Linked DNA regions of Mus musculus: regions 2, 3, 4 and 5 are each linked to region 1. Evidence: chromatin contacts called from public HiChIP or PLAC-seq and promoter capture Hi-C data. All regions are on one chromosome and are shown on one strand. Each heading gives the region's core, a stretch centred on a gene start, on an enhancer-like site or on the middle of the called end of the contact. The rest is flanking DNA. Distances are from core to core; before and after follow the strand shown.

The links. Promoter capture Hi-C pulls out the DNA fragments that hold promoters and counts their contacts. HiChIP or PLAC-seq counts read pairs in DNA pulled down with a chosen protein or histone mark.
Region 2: a FOXA1 HiChIP or PLAC-seq map of pancreatic cancer cells shows a contact between it and region 1. The contact joins the promoter of Eif4a1 here to the promoter of Med11 in region 1. A contact is called at or near these places in 1 of 39 promoter capture datasets (liver) and 1 of 115 datasets of contacts at active chromatin or transcription factors (pancreatic cancer cells).
Region 3: an HNF4G HiChIP or PLAC-seq map of pancreatic cancer cells shows a contact between it and region 1. The contact joins the promoter of Chrnb1 here to the promoter of Med11 in region 1. A contact is called at or near these places in 2 of 115 datasets of contacts at active chromatin or transcription factors (microglia and pancreatic cancer cells).
Region 4: a contact with region 1 is called in a promoter capture Hi-C map of liver, with 4 times the contacts expected there. The contact joins the enhancer-like site here to the promoter of Med11 in region 1. A contact is called at or near these places in 3 of 39 promoter capture datasets (the HPC-7 cell line, liver and pre-B cells), 1 of 484 Hi-C or Micro-C datasets (B cells) and 1 of 9 other capture datasets (liver).
Region 5: a contact with region 1 is called in a promoter capture Hi-C map of embryonic stem cells. The contact joins the promoter of Eif5a here to the promoter of Med11 in region 1. A contact is called at or near these places in 5 of 39 promoter capture datasets (the HPC-7 cell line, cranial neural crest, embryonic stem cells and 1 more) and 3 of 115 datasets of contacts at active chromatin or transcription factors (embryonic stem cells, microglia and pancreatic cancer cells).

What each region holds. Positions count from the first base shown.
Region 1 is chr11:70,450,576-70,453,206 of GRCm38.p6, reverse strand. It overlaps Med11 (mediator complex subunit 11), which reads right to left and starts at 1,289. Exons shown (of 3, transcript NM_025397.3): 1 at 1,144-1,289; 2 at 869-999; 3 at 1-105. The coding sequence starts at 1,228.
Region 2 is chr11:69,671,091-69,673,721 of GRCm38.p6, reverse strand. It overlaps Eif4a1 (eukaryotic translation initiation factor 4A1), which reads left to right and starts at 1,299. Exons shown (of 11, transcript NM_144958.4): 1 at 1,299-1,443. The coding sequence starts at 1,421. It overlaps Senp3 (SUMO/sentrin specific peptidase 3), which reads left to right. Exons shown (of 11, transcript NM_030702.4): 11 at 86-612. The coding sequence ends at 196.
Region 3 is chr11:69,794,645-69,797,275 of GRCm38.p6, reverse strand. Chrnb1 (cholinergic receptor, nicotinic, beta polypeptide 1 (muscle)) reads left to right here and starts at 1,339. Exons shown (of 11, transcript NM_009601.4): 1 at 1,339-1,454; 2 at 1,542-1,681; 3 at 2,263-2,307. The coding sequence starts at 1,397. Fgf11 (fibroblast growth factor 11) reads left to right here. Exons shown (of 5, transcript NM_001362623.1): 5 at 1-1,208.
Region 4 is chr11:71,011,573-71,014,203 of GRCm38.p6, reverse strand. Derl2 (Der1-like domain family, member 2) reads left to right here. Exons shown (of 7, transcript NM_033562.4): 5 at 566-761; 6 at 1,004-1,094. Among named protein-coding and RNA genes, the nearest start is that of Derl2, 6.4 kb to the left of the region's middle. Within about 2 kb of position 1,328, at least 6 of the 459 cell types and tissues checked have an H3K27ac peak or open chromatin away from gene starts, as enhancers often do. A contact at or near this core is called in liver, where this site is marked.
Region 5 is chr11:69,920,071-69,922,701 of GRCm38.p6, reverse strand. It overlaps Eif5a (eukaryotic translation initiation factor 5A), which reads left to right and starts at 1,316. Exons shown (of 6, transcript NM_181582.4): 1 at 1,316-1,539.

The sequences.
Region 1 (2,631 bases), core at 40-2,539:
CACATCACTAATCTTGAGGCGGGCGTAGTCTACTCGCTTTAGAGCCATTTGACAGTCCTTCCTGGAAGAGTAGCTGGAGCCCTCATGCGGCTGCCCTGTGGCCACCTACAAGTCAGATCAATCAATGGGGTACTGCCTCTCTTTACCACCCACAACCGGGCAGTATTATTTCTCTGGTCTCACATCTTTCCCAAGTTTGATCTACATTAGTTGACTGGTAACTCAGTGTTCTAAGGCAACAACAACAACAACAAAAAAAAAAAAAAAAGAAAAAGCTTAACCACTGTGTGAACCTCATCTATGAAATAGGGACCACAGCGAATACTTCCTAGAGTTTTAGGATATGCCCAGCACACCACAGATGTCAGTAAACAGTAGCAGCTGGAGTAAAGACTCTGGAAGCCTCTTAGCGATGTCTGTCTTCTTAGTCCCCAAGCAAATATGGCCTCACAAGTTTCTGGGAACAACGTTCGGTAGCTTCAGTATTTATTTATTTATTTATTTTTATTTATTTATTTCAGTACCTGGGCCTCTTTATGGTAGGTAAGTGCTCTAACACAGAGCTCCAACTCTCTTTCTGACCTACTGGGTCTGAATTGCCCAGACAAGTTTTGAACTTGTGATCTTCCAGCCTCAGGCACTTAAGTAGCTCAGAATACCGGCCTGTGCCAGCTGGTATGCCTAGGGTATTGTTTATACACCCTAGACATTTTTAATCCTTTCCTTTTAGAGGACTAAACCAGCCCTGAAATGAAAGTACCTATCGCGTAAGAGGCAGTCTTACCTAGCTAAAGCTCAGGGAATCCCCAAGGCTAGGGCGTTGGTTCAGAGCTGGGGTCCCCGCCCAGCACCTTCTAGACACACCCACCTGAGTGAGGTAGCGGATTTGAGCGGATAGCTCTGCCTCCACGTGCTGCACAGAAGTGGTGAAGGCTGCCGCCTGCCGGTCGAGGAGCCGCTCGTTAGTCTTTTCCTTGGACAGTTCCAGGATCGCCGTTCCTGCCAGGGCGGGGAGAGGGCGATGTCAGACCCAGGCTTCAGACTCAGCCCCGCCCTAAGGCTAGCATTCAGGTCCCGCCCCAACTGCACGCAGAGTCCCGGGCTGGTCTTCACCCCTTGCCGTCTGCCCCTCGCTTCCCGAACCTGCGTTCTGGAGGATGGCGCCGATTTCACGCTCGATATCCTCCAGGGCGCGCAGCCGCTCGTTCGCCAGACTGTAGGTAGCCATCGTTCCAGTGGAAAGCCCCACAGGCCGTCTTTTGCGAGGTGTGGCGCCACAGCCCGGAAATGCCTGTTAATGTGCGCCTGCGCAGAGGCCACTGCAGCGAACACTACAATTCCCAGGATGCTCAGCGCGGCCTCGCCCTTCCGAGTCTACCTGGTCTAGTCTGACTGCCAGGGCGCTAATGCCAGGCCAGACAGGGGTGGAAAGAGGCGGTTATTGACTTGTTTTCTGACAGGATCTCAGTTTAGACCAAGTTGGCCTGGAACTCATAGAGATCCTCTGGTGTAATAGGTCTGTCAAAAATGAAGATAGTTTAAAGAGATACTTGTATCTCTTCAGTCTTGACTATCAGAACTTGTCTTCCAGAAAGAGATTTTACACAGTTCTAACAACTTGTCAGACCACTTTACAGGATGAGACTGAAGCCCAGATAATGAATAGTCAGTGATGGGTGTGACCACACACCTTGACTGAGGGTGGGGGTGCGGGTGGGGGTGGGGTACTTAGATGTGCACAACCTTGCTCTATTTAAACTTTGATGTTGCGTTAGCACCCTGAAGACTGACTTGAGGGGGCTTGCCGGATCTCTTTGTCACTCTTCCCAATGTGGCCACATTGGATACGTCTCCTTTTTTAACTTTCCATTTTTAATTGGCTTATTAAAGAAGGGTGGCCAGACATGACTTGGGCACTAGTCTTCCCCTCACCCCCTTCCCCACAAATTGAGTATCACTGCCTCTGCCTCCCTAAATACTGGGATTAAAGATATGAGCCACCACTGAAACAGCCCTGTGGCCCAAAGCCACTCAGACCTCTCTGATTTAGTTAACTGTCTGACTTACTGAATTTATAAGAATTTATTATTAAGCATTGGCCCTGGGCCAGGTGATGACAGTGGGAGTTCAAGTGGGTTCCTCCATACTGGGTAGTCATGGGCTCTTTGGTGGCCAACCTCTCCCAAGGAAAGCATGACATTCTCCGTGCCTAAGGCTTCTTCCTGATCCTGAGCCCAGCTCATTCTCATGTCCTGGTTCCTTCCCTCGACCTTTCTGTCTTTGATTATCAATTAGGTGTGCTAGGCTCTATGGATATAGAGATAAATGAAATGTTCTCTCACTCAATGGTGTTTGTTAGCTTATTTTATTTTATTTGGTTTTTTTGAGACAAGGTTTCTCTTTGTAGCCCTGGTTGTCTTGGAACTTGCTCTGTAGGTCAGGCTGTCCTCGAACTCACCAAGATCCGCCTGCCTCTGTCTCCTGAGTACTGGGATTAAAGGTGTGCATCACCACTGCCCACCAAGATTTATTTATTTAATTTGGTGAGTAAGGGTATTTTGTATCTGTATGTGTGTCTGTGAGTGATGTGCATGCATTGCTCATGGAGGTTAGAGAGGACATTGGATTGTT
Region 2 (2,631 bases), core at 50-2,549, 780 kb after region 1:
ATTTTGTGTGAAATGTGTAGCACAGGTCCTGACTTGGGAGGGTGCTCAGTAAACTGTTCTCATGGTCTACTTTGTTAACACCCAGTACTGCAAGCACCTGGCCCTGTCTCAGCCATTCAGCTTCACCCAGCAGGACATGCCCAAACTCCGTCGTCAGATCTACAAGGAACTGTGTCACTGCAAACTCACTGTGTGAGCCTCATACCCCAGACCCTTAGCCCATCAGTGGGCAGGGGAAAGGGAGACCCTTCCCAAGAAACTCTAGTTCCTTTTTGTTTCTCTACCCAATTCCCTTTGGATTTTCATATTTAAATGTTTGGTTTCTGTATTTTGTTTTTTTTTGCTGCGAGTATATTGATTTCTGATGGGAAGGGAATGGCCACATAAAAGCAAGCCTCTTTCTCCCTCTATAGGAGAATGTTGCCTTGTGGCCTAGGTGGAGCAGCCATTCCTCCTTCCATGTTCAGAGGGCAGGAAAACAGTGTGGGGGTGGTGGACGCGCAAAGGGATTACTGCCTGCCCGATCTTCAAACTTTTTTTTATATATATAAATATATATAAAAATGCCACGGTCCTGCTCTGGTCAATAAAGGATCCTTTGAAGATATGCAAGTGGTGGTCTTCCTTAAGGGGCCTCAAAATAGTGGCTGTGCTTTATCTCAGGTCTTCTTCCAGCTAACACTGTTAGCGATCCCCATTTCAGGGCTTGAGAGTCCAGCTTTCGATAGATGCCATCCCCGGGGAGCAGATGGCAGTAAATATGAATTAAGACTCGCTTATTCATGTAAGGAAGCCCAGGAGAAACTGGAAACATACTAAATGAACCAGTGATTGAGTGGGACAATCCTTGACAGCTTATCCCCCTATGCCCTTTAACCCAAAAGTGGGTTCCATCCTTTTTGTCTCCAGTCGGGGAAACTTACTATCCAATGAGATATCGCTACAATATTTTCCTGAACGGAAGAATAAATAAAACTTGTCCTGTAAAGAAAACCCAGGTAAAGGAAAGTGGCAGTCCAGACTGCCCGGAAGTTCCTGGAGGCTAAGGCCTCACCCCCGTCGCTTGATAGGACCTGCTGAGCCACATGACTAAGGCACGATCGCCTCCGCACGTGTAAAGGTGCTGGGTTCCAAGATGGCTGCCCCGCCGCGAGGCCCGACTTAAGTATGTCACTTCCGCACCAGCGAGAAAGGCGGACCCTTCAGCCAATGAGGCCATAGGGCGGGGCTAGGCCATGATGGGCTTTCAAACTACCCAATAGGGCGTCCGAACTAAAGCGCCTACAAAGTAACGTCACGTCGAGTTGCAGAGCGCCGGCAGGCGGGGCAGAGGTGGCCAAGCCAATGCGATGGCTGGGGCGGGGTCGGACGCTCTATAAGTTGTCGATAGGCGGGCACTCCGCCCTAGATTCTAAGGATCATGTCTGCGAGTCAGGATTCTCGGTAAGAAAGGCTTTTGCAAAAGGTTATGGCTACTTACCCCGTAGTTCCCTCCAAAGGGCCCGCCGTGGGGAAGTTGAGAGGCCCATCGCACCGAACCTACCAGGTTGCGGGAGAACCGAGCCGGGAGGAACCGTCCGGGGTTGGGGGGGTGGGGGAGATTCCCATGGCCGCCGCTGACCCCAGTGTGGTTACGGGGAAGGACGACCTGGCTAGGGCGGAGGGCGCGAGCTTCGTCACGAGGCCTCGGCCTGTGGGAACGCCGTACGCGAAGCTCGGATACTGAAAGGCAAGATGAGGTCGCGACATAACGTGGGAAAGAGGCGGCTGCGCGGCCCGGAGCCGGCTGGTCTGGCTGCCTCCCTGTGTCGGGCAGGGCGTGCGAGCGAGGGTTCCGGAGAGTTCTGGCGGTACCACTCGCGACAAGCAGGGGTGCCCCGGTCTTCAGCGAGTCCCTCCGTCGCGCTTGGAATGTGGGTCGGGGAAGAAGAAACCGGCCGATCAGGGCGCTGGCCTTCTTGACGGCCAGGAAAGAGCCTAACCCGGAGGAGCGGCCGCGTGAGGCACGGGGAACCCACCCGGCGCCTGGCGGGCGGGTCCATTTTGCCGCACAAGCCGGGCAATTGGCAAACTGCGGATGGGCAGGTCCACTTTCCTTCGGGGGTGAGCGGCCTGAGGTATGGGAGGGCGACGCCATTTCTCGACGGGGGCGGGCGGGTTGCGGATTGTTCCATGGCGGGGGAGACGCCGCCGAGTGGCGGAGCGAATGAGCACATGGCCGCTTGAGAGATTCCCCTCCCCCAGCCTGTTTCGCTTGTCTGTTGTGCAATCTCCCCCTTTGCGAGCGCGGCTGGGGCTCATTGTGCGCGAGGCCGCCACCGCCCGCGGCCTCCCACATCCGGGTACTGTGGAGGGGGGCCGGCCAGAGGGAGTGGGGGAGGGCGCGGGCGGCATGACGTGGGGGGAAGGGGATGGCCCACCCACGGAACTCGGAGGTGGAAGGCGGGACTTCCGGTGGCCTTGGTGTTCATCCAGGAGGTGCACGCGCTTTGATCCACCAGACCTAGAACATGTGGGCCTGGCTGCAAAGACCGCATCTCGGCGTTTTGTGTATGAGAGAGAGAGAGAGAGTGTGAATGTGTGTGTGAATGAAGTCCTTTACAGCCGCTTGATCTTAAAGGAGCGTCACTC
Region 3 (2,631 bases), core at 90-2,589, 660 kb after region 1:
ATGATTAATTAAAAACTGATTGGCTCTGAGCTGTGCTTGGTGGCACACACCTGTAATTCAGCACCCGGGAGGCTGAATCAGACAGATCCTGAGTTGGAGGCCATCCTGGGCTACAATAGCAAAACCCTGTCTCAAAAGCCAATACACACACACACATACACACACACACACACACACACACACAGAGAGAGAGAGAGAGAAAGAGAGAGAGAGAGAGAGAGAGAGAGAGAACTAATCAGTACTGAACGGATCAAGAACCACTTCTTGCTTTTCCTAAATAATTTTCTAAAAATAGTCCCTCCAGAATACTAACCTTACTTTTACATGGTTTCTAGTTTCAGCATTCCAACTAGGGTTCTGCCAGGGAGACAAGAGTCTGGGGAAAGATACAGGAATTCTGGAAGAATATACCTGGCTCCTAGAAGGGAAGCTGAGAGGGAGAAAATGCCATGGTATGATTGAACCTGTGTCTGAACACTTAGCTACCTCAGCAGGAATTCCTTCCAGATCCCTTTTAAAGCTGAGGACTTTCGTTCTGATATGGTATGCTGCATCTGTGAGGTAAAGGAGAGGAGGAGAATCAGGAAATAAAAGGCTAGCCTGGGCTACCTAGTGAGGTCAGGGCCAGCCTAGGCTATGTGAGACCCTGTCTCAAACAACAGGAAGCTAAGGTCTACAATGAGAATAACTCTAGAATTAAAAAGGACAAATAGGGACACAGCCTTGACTCCCCCTCACAGCAGAGAGACCCCCAACTCAGCAATAAGTTCAACTTCTCCGAGCCCTCTACAGGTCAGGCTTAGGAAACGAGGAGCCTCTTGGGCTCCCAGACCTCATATGTATCCCCAGAGCTTCTAACTAAATAGAATTTACTTTACTTTACAGCTTTTAAACCTCAGGTGGGTTCTAAGTACCCAAAAAGGACCTGAAAAACGGAGAAAGCCATGGGGAACCTCTAGTAAAATAGGAGGTAGATTCTGAGTCTAGCAGATGTAGGTGGAAACGTCTATTGAGGTCCTAAGGGAGGGGCTAGTGCTCAAAGACAGGTCACTTTTCCTCAGGCCCTTTTACTTCTGGCTTGTTGCAAGAGATGCCCCCCTCCCTCATACAAACCCCGCTCAGGCTCCGCCCATCTCCTGGCACTGCTCTCAGGGGACGGGGTCTCCACTTCATGCTTTCTGTAATTAAAGATGATTTATACAACCGGAGTGTTATCTGACATTTGTGAGTGGAGGGCGACTGCAGTTGCTCCGGGCGGGACCAAGTCCCGAGGGCGGGGCGGGTGGGCTGGCGTCTGGTCCCCCGACAACAGGTGCACATTCCTGGGCGCCTCGTCACTTCCCCTGGCCTGAGGCCGCTATCCGGACAAACTTCACTGAGCGAAAGAGGCAGGGCCATGGCCTTAGGGGCGCTGCTTCTGCTTCTAGGGGTACTCGGGACGCCCCTCGCCCCAGGTAAGTCAGTTTGGGTCTCCAAGAGGCAGTGATGAGCAATGGTCACGGCCAGCCCCGGGAGCGTCACTTAGTGCTTTCCTTCGTCAGGCGCCCGCGGGTCGGAAGCCGAAGGCCAACTGATTAAGAAACTTTTCTCCAACTATGATAGCTCGGTGAGGCCGGCGCGGGAGGTGGGAGACCGCGTCGGGGTCAGCATCGGCCTCACCCTGGCGCAACTCATCAGCCTGGTGAGAGCGGCACTGCGGGTGGAGTCGCTGGGCAGGACCGACTGGGGGCGTGGCTTTAGACGCTGCCCAGAAGATCGACAGCCTGGGGGCGGGCGGGTTATGCTAAGAGGCAGACAAGCCTTTGGCGGTGATTGGGTAAAAATCAGACCAATGAACTAGTTCATGGGCGAGGCCTCTATGATAGGTACAGAATACTGTTCTGCTAACTCGCCTGTGGGCGGGTTTTGAGGCGGAGCTGGGGCAGAAGGACCTGCTACCGGGAGGACCTCGAGGCGGGGCTGTGTAATATTCTAGCAAAGTCCAGCAGAGCTTGGTACCTAAGCAGTCAATAAACAACTCTGAGCGGAGATTCAGAGTTGTATCCATTAGACGCCGGGCGTGGCCCGTGACTTAACCTCGACGTAAAAGAAAGGAAAGCAGGCACCAAGGCTGGTGTTTCGAGATTGATATGAGATGGAGTTTGCACCCAAGAAGGTGCAATTTAGAGAAAGGGACTAGAGATTCCATGGAGAAAGTAACTCACCGAACCCTCGTTTCCACCCACTTCATTTCACTTCTGCCTTTTAACTTTTCCATTCTAGAACGAGAAGGATGAAGAAATGAGCACAAAGGTGTACTTAGACCTGGTATGGAGACCTCGTGGGTTAGGGAAAGGCACCCTGTTTCCTTTATATTAATCTCCTGGAGTCCTCATCCCAGTAAGATTTTTTTTTAATAGTAACTCACAACGTACACATATAATAACTGAAACAGAATTTTCGATCAACAAATTTAAGATACAAGTTTGGGGATCACTAATTTGAATTCCCATCCTTGAAAGATCCTGAACTGCATGCAGGTTGAACATCACTTTAGGGTGGCTAGTTCAATCTCTTCAGTTATTTCTTAAATTATTCTATTTTTATTTTATGTGAATGGGTGTTTTGCTTGCATATGTCTGTGAAGCACAT
Region 4 (2,631 bases), core at 79-2,578, 560 kb before region 1:
TCTGTGTGTCACTTAGGTGTAGTGCCGAGTGCCAAGAAGGCTTTCTTCCAGCCTGCATGCTTCAGCACCTGTAAAGGTGGTGGTGGTGAAGGAGCCTCACTGTACGTACTGTCAAAGGAATTAATGTTTCCCCAAAAGGCAAGAGCATCACGAAACAGAATTCTAGGGCTGGAGAAATGGCTCAGCGGTTAAGAGCACTGACTGCTCTTCCGGAAGTCCTGAGTTCAATTCCCAGCAACCACATGGTGGCTCACAACCATCTGTGATCTGATGTCCTCTTCTGGTGCGCATAAAGACAGTGCACTCATATACATAAAATGGGTGAATTCTTTCTTTAGAGCAGAATTTTAGTTTGTAGTAGCTATAATCCGGATAATTCAGCCCAAGCCAGTTTCTGCCTAGATGCCTTGGGTAATTAATTTCAGGCTTTTTTTAATTTTAGTTTAAAAATGTCACTACTCAGCTTTTGTAACTCAGAGCTTAGCTAAAGGGCAGCCTTAGCTCTTTGCTTTAGCCTTGCCTACCAAGCTTTCCTGCTGATATTTCCCTTAATGCCCTTTGCTAGCTCTTTGGTTTGTTTGTGAGCTTAGTTTTTTTAGGCCAGGCCTTTACAATAATGCTGGTCTACGTGTGGAGCCGAAGGAACCCGTATGTCCGCATGAACTTCTTTGGTCTTCTAAACTTCCAGGCCCCCTTCCTGCCCTGGGTGCTCATGGGGTTTTCCCTGTTGCTGGGGAACTCAATTATAGTGGACCTTTTGGGTAAGTGTCTTATCACTACTTTTTCTACTATTTTACCTGATCATGTATTCTGTCACTGTCTTTCATGTTTATTATGTTTATATATAGATAGCTATTAATATGATTGTTTAATAATTATATCTGAAAGCTATTAACTCATTGATATTTTTTAAATAATTATCCTAAGTAAAGTATACGATGATAGGGAACTTAAACTTGAAATTTGACTCTTCCTTTTATCCTTTATTTCTGGTTGATTATAGGTATTGCAGTTGGGCACATATATTTTTTCTTGGAAGATATATTTCCCAATCAGCCTGGTGGAATAAGAATTCTGAAAACACCATCTATTTTGTGAGTATTTAACTCTGTGTTCCATGGTTCATGCAGACAAACCATGATCGCGATTTATTTTGGGCCCTCTCAGTGCCTGGTTCGTATCAGTAAGTGTTTGCAGATTGAGCAACATGTCTGCAGTGGGGAGCTCTTGGATTGGCCAGAAACAGATTGGGCCAGGGTTGTGATTACTGAGCTCTTGACATCATGGGGTGACTTGCAGGTACTGTCCTGAATGACCACTAGGACTCGTGTCCCAGAGAGGAGCTTGCAGGTTTGTGAAAGCTGCTGTCTAAGTAGAGAGACGTGAACAGCAGCATGAGCAGCACAGTCCAGAGGACAAGCTGATAGCGTTCTGATCAGCGAAGGGGGTGCTGGAGAGATGCAGGGAAACAGAAGGGAAAGGCTTTGGACCTGAAGCTATACTGGCTGGCTGGTCTACCAATTTGAAACACATTTTTTTTTTTTTTTTTTTTTTGGACAGGGTTTCTCCGTATAGTCCTGGCTGTCCTGGACCTCACATTGTAGATCAGACTGGCCTCAAACTCAGAAATCCGCCTGCCTCTGCCTCCCAAGTGATGGGATTAAAGGCGTGCGCCACCACCTCCTGGCTCATCTCTTCACTTTTATACTGCAGTTCCTAGAGCTATAGTTTTAATTTATAAGACCTTTTTCTGCTCTAGAATGTTGTGTTCTTGGGAATTATTACATGGAAGATGGGCTCTATTGAGGCAACAAAATGATTTGATATAAGCTCTGCGTTGTGGAATAGTTAAGCAAAAAGGAATGAACATGGTTCAGTGGTAACAGGACCAGCTGCTTCCCCCAGAAGACCCAGGTTCAATTCCTAGCACCCACTGGATGCTAACAACTGTCTATAGCTATAGTCCCATGGATTTGATACCCTCTTTTGGTGTACAGATATACATGCAGACAAAATACCCGTATACATAAAATACACAAGTAAATAAACCTTTAAAAAAAAAACTAAAATGGAAAATAAATCTCAAAAAGAAAAAGAATGAGCTGGTGAGGTATGCTAGTGTATACCTGTTGCCCCATCTACTCTGAAGGCTGAGGCTGATCAATTCAAAGTTTGACGCCAACCTAGCTACCATACCAAGAGGCCATCTTACGGGAATTTTTGTTTGCTTGTTTTGGGGGGTTTTTTTTGTTTTGTTTTTCGAGACAGGGTTTCTCTGTGTAGCCCTGGCTGTCCTGGAACTCACTCTGTAAACCAGGCTGGCCTCCAACTCAGAAATCCACCTGCCTCTGCCTCCCGAGTGCTAGGATCAAAGGCGTGCGCCACAACAACAACATCAAGAAAAAAAATAGAAGGAAGTAAATCCTCTGTGATTCTTCTTACGCATAGCAGTTTCTCTGTCGGATAAGCAGTCTTGTGTCTTTCACTCTCTAGATACTTTTTTGGTAATTTCCTATATAATTACTGTATTTGCATCATGTCTGCTTCTCCCTGTCTCCCCTTCAACTCCTTCTGTGTCTCCCCCACTCCTCTTCAAGTCATGACCTCCTCTTTAATTATTATACAGACATA
Region 5 (2,631 bases), core at 67-2,566, 530 kb after region 1:
GTGCATGCCTTACATCCCAACACGAGAGGCAGAGGCAGGTGGATCTTAAGGCCAGTCTGGTCGACTGAGTGAGTTCCAGGACAGCCAGAGCTACACAGAGAAACCCTGTCTTGAAAAACAACAACAAAACCACCACTACCACCAAAAAGGTTTAGATTCCTAGACCAGATTTTTTTGTTTTGCTTTTGAGTCAAGAATTCACACTGTACAGACCAGACTGGCCTTGAACCCACCTGGCTCTTACAGGATTAAGGGAGTGCTCCACCACGCCTGCATTATCTAAGGAGTAGGAATCCTGATCGCTCATCTTTAGATAACGTCAAAGTAATTTAATATTGCACTGTTTTGTTTTTTTCTATTCTCCTGCTCCAGTTTCTCAAACTCAGAGATTACAGGCATCATAAATTTCAAGACCAACTTTATGTGCTGGCTTTATAACAAGTCTCAGCCTCCTAGCGATCTGGCAATAAAGTCTGTGTCGCCTGGTCCAGAGCCACTCTTCTCATAGGGAGTTTGATTTTGGAAGAAACATTAGACATTTCCTTTTAGAAACCTCAAGCCGACCTGGGAAAACAATCGGAAACGCTATGTAGTTCTCTTTATTTAGGATTTAGAAAGGAAAAGCTTCTATGCGAACCTTAGGAATCAACACTAACCAGGGTTTAGACAAGATGGTGGCTTGTATCGGATAGCTCTGGATACTGAAACTATAGCGCACAAGTTGTGTAAAGTACCGAAGCCGGGATGGTTGTAATCCGACCACACTAGCGTGAGAGCAGAGTCTCCCACGGAAAGCAGTCTCTTGAGCACGTGCAGAGCTGGGACAGCGATTCGGAGAAGAGCCACACACCTAACTAGAAAGGTTCTCAGAAACGTGTTTGTGAGTTGTTCAATTCCAGTTAAAGCCGAGGTGTGGCGCCTGCTCAGACGCATGCGTTCTTGACGCCGCAAGCAGCACAGTGGCGTGGTCTTTTCAACACCCCGCGTAGGGACGACGTCTGAGGTGGAAGGGGCGTTTAGGATTCCTAACACGCATGCGTTGAGACCCAGGCGTTTCCTTCGGAGGGTGTGGAGTGCAGGGTTCTGTATTGCGCAGCCGCAAGGGTTGCCCGGTAGAGCGAGCTGTCGCTCAAGGGGAGGGAAGAAGAGGTTGAAGGGATTTAAAAAAAAAAAAAAAAAACCCGGTGCGCCTGCGCATTGCCGACTGGTTGGAAGCACTACGGACTGGAAAGGGGCGGGGTCACGTGTGTGCGTCATCCGATGGGTAGGTGGGAGAGAGGGTGGAGATCGGGGAGGGTCCATGCGCTTGCGCAGTGCGGGGGTGGAAGGTGGTGGAGCTACCTAGCACGCTTGCGCGGCTGTCATAGGGCTGCTTGGTTGGTCAGTGGGGAGTCGGCGCCTGCGTACTAAGACCCGTGTGCAGCAGCGGCGGCGGCGCTAGAGGCGGCGGCGGCGGCGGCGGCAGCACAGTAGCGGGTTCGGAGGCAGCAGTTGGGCTCGCGGCGAGCGGACCAGGTCAAGTCAGTGCGTTCGCGCGAGGTGAGAGCGGGCAGGGCGCGCCTGCGCGTAACCTCGGTTTGAGCTACGAACGAGAGACGGAACTACGCGGGGGTCGGGGAGGGGGGCAGAAGGGAGCGGCGGCTGTCGCCGCACGGGTTCGGTGAGGGAGCGGCGCGAGGTGCGGAGAGGCGGGTGCAGGGCCCGGTTGGCGCGAGGGGTGACGGTTGGGGCCGGCCGGGTGACGTTGGAGCGACGCAGGGCGGGGGACGGCGAGCCGCGAGGCCGCCACGCGGGAGAGGCCGCCAGGCGGCCACGCCGGGGCGAGGGCCCGGGGCCAGATCGGCCCAGACAGGGCAAAGGCTCCTGTGCGGTTGAGGACCGGCGCTGCGCGGCCACGTGAGGTGGGGGAGGGGGCTGTTAGGTGAGGGCATGTGGAGGGGGTTGGCGGCCGGCGGGGGGAGGGGAGGCGGCATGGTCCTGGCCTGGCGCAGCTTTGGGGCAGGGGCAGCCGTAGCACCGGAAGTGTTCCCCATTGGAGGCTGCCCTCGGGGTCCGAGGCCATGCGGCCGAACGTTGACCGGGGCCGCATGGCTGCACGGGGACCCCTCCCCCCTGGCCCGGGCCACCGGAAGCCCCGGGCGACCACATGGTGGGCGCGAGCCGGCAACCCTCAGCGCAAGGAGCTCTGGTCTTTTTTGGGTTTCTCCGGAGCCTTGGATTTTGGCGTGCGGGAGAGACCCTACCCTTGGGTCTCACTCATCCCGCAGGGCCCGTTGCAGGCATATGTTAGTGTTCCCCAGCCTCATGGGCCTCTGGAGCTCATCCCTCAGTCTTCATATGAAGTGAGACGTCCAGCCAGATGTAAGTGGTACTGCTTTGCTGGGGAAACCGGGAAAAGTGGGGAAACTGAGGGCGATTGGACTGATGCCCAACTCTTTCTCGGCCCATGCCGACAGCGCCTGAAAGTAGTGAGCTTCTAGTTCCCCTGCGGTGATCTTCGATCTTCACCATGCCAGTGCCTTCCCTGTCGTGTTTTGTTTGGGAGTTACTGTGTTTTAAAGTCCTTTACTCTGCCAGCCTAGTACGATTTCTATTACTACTACGAATCTTTTGCTTTCATTTTATTGTCAT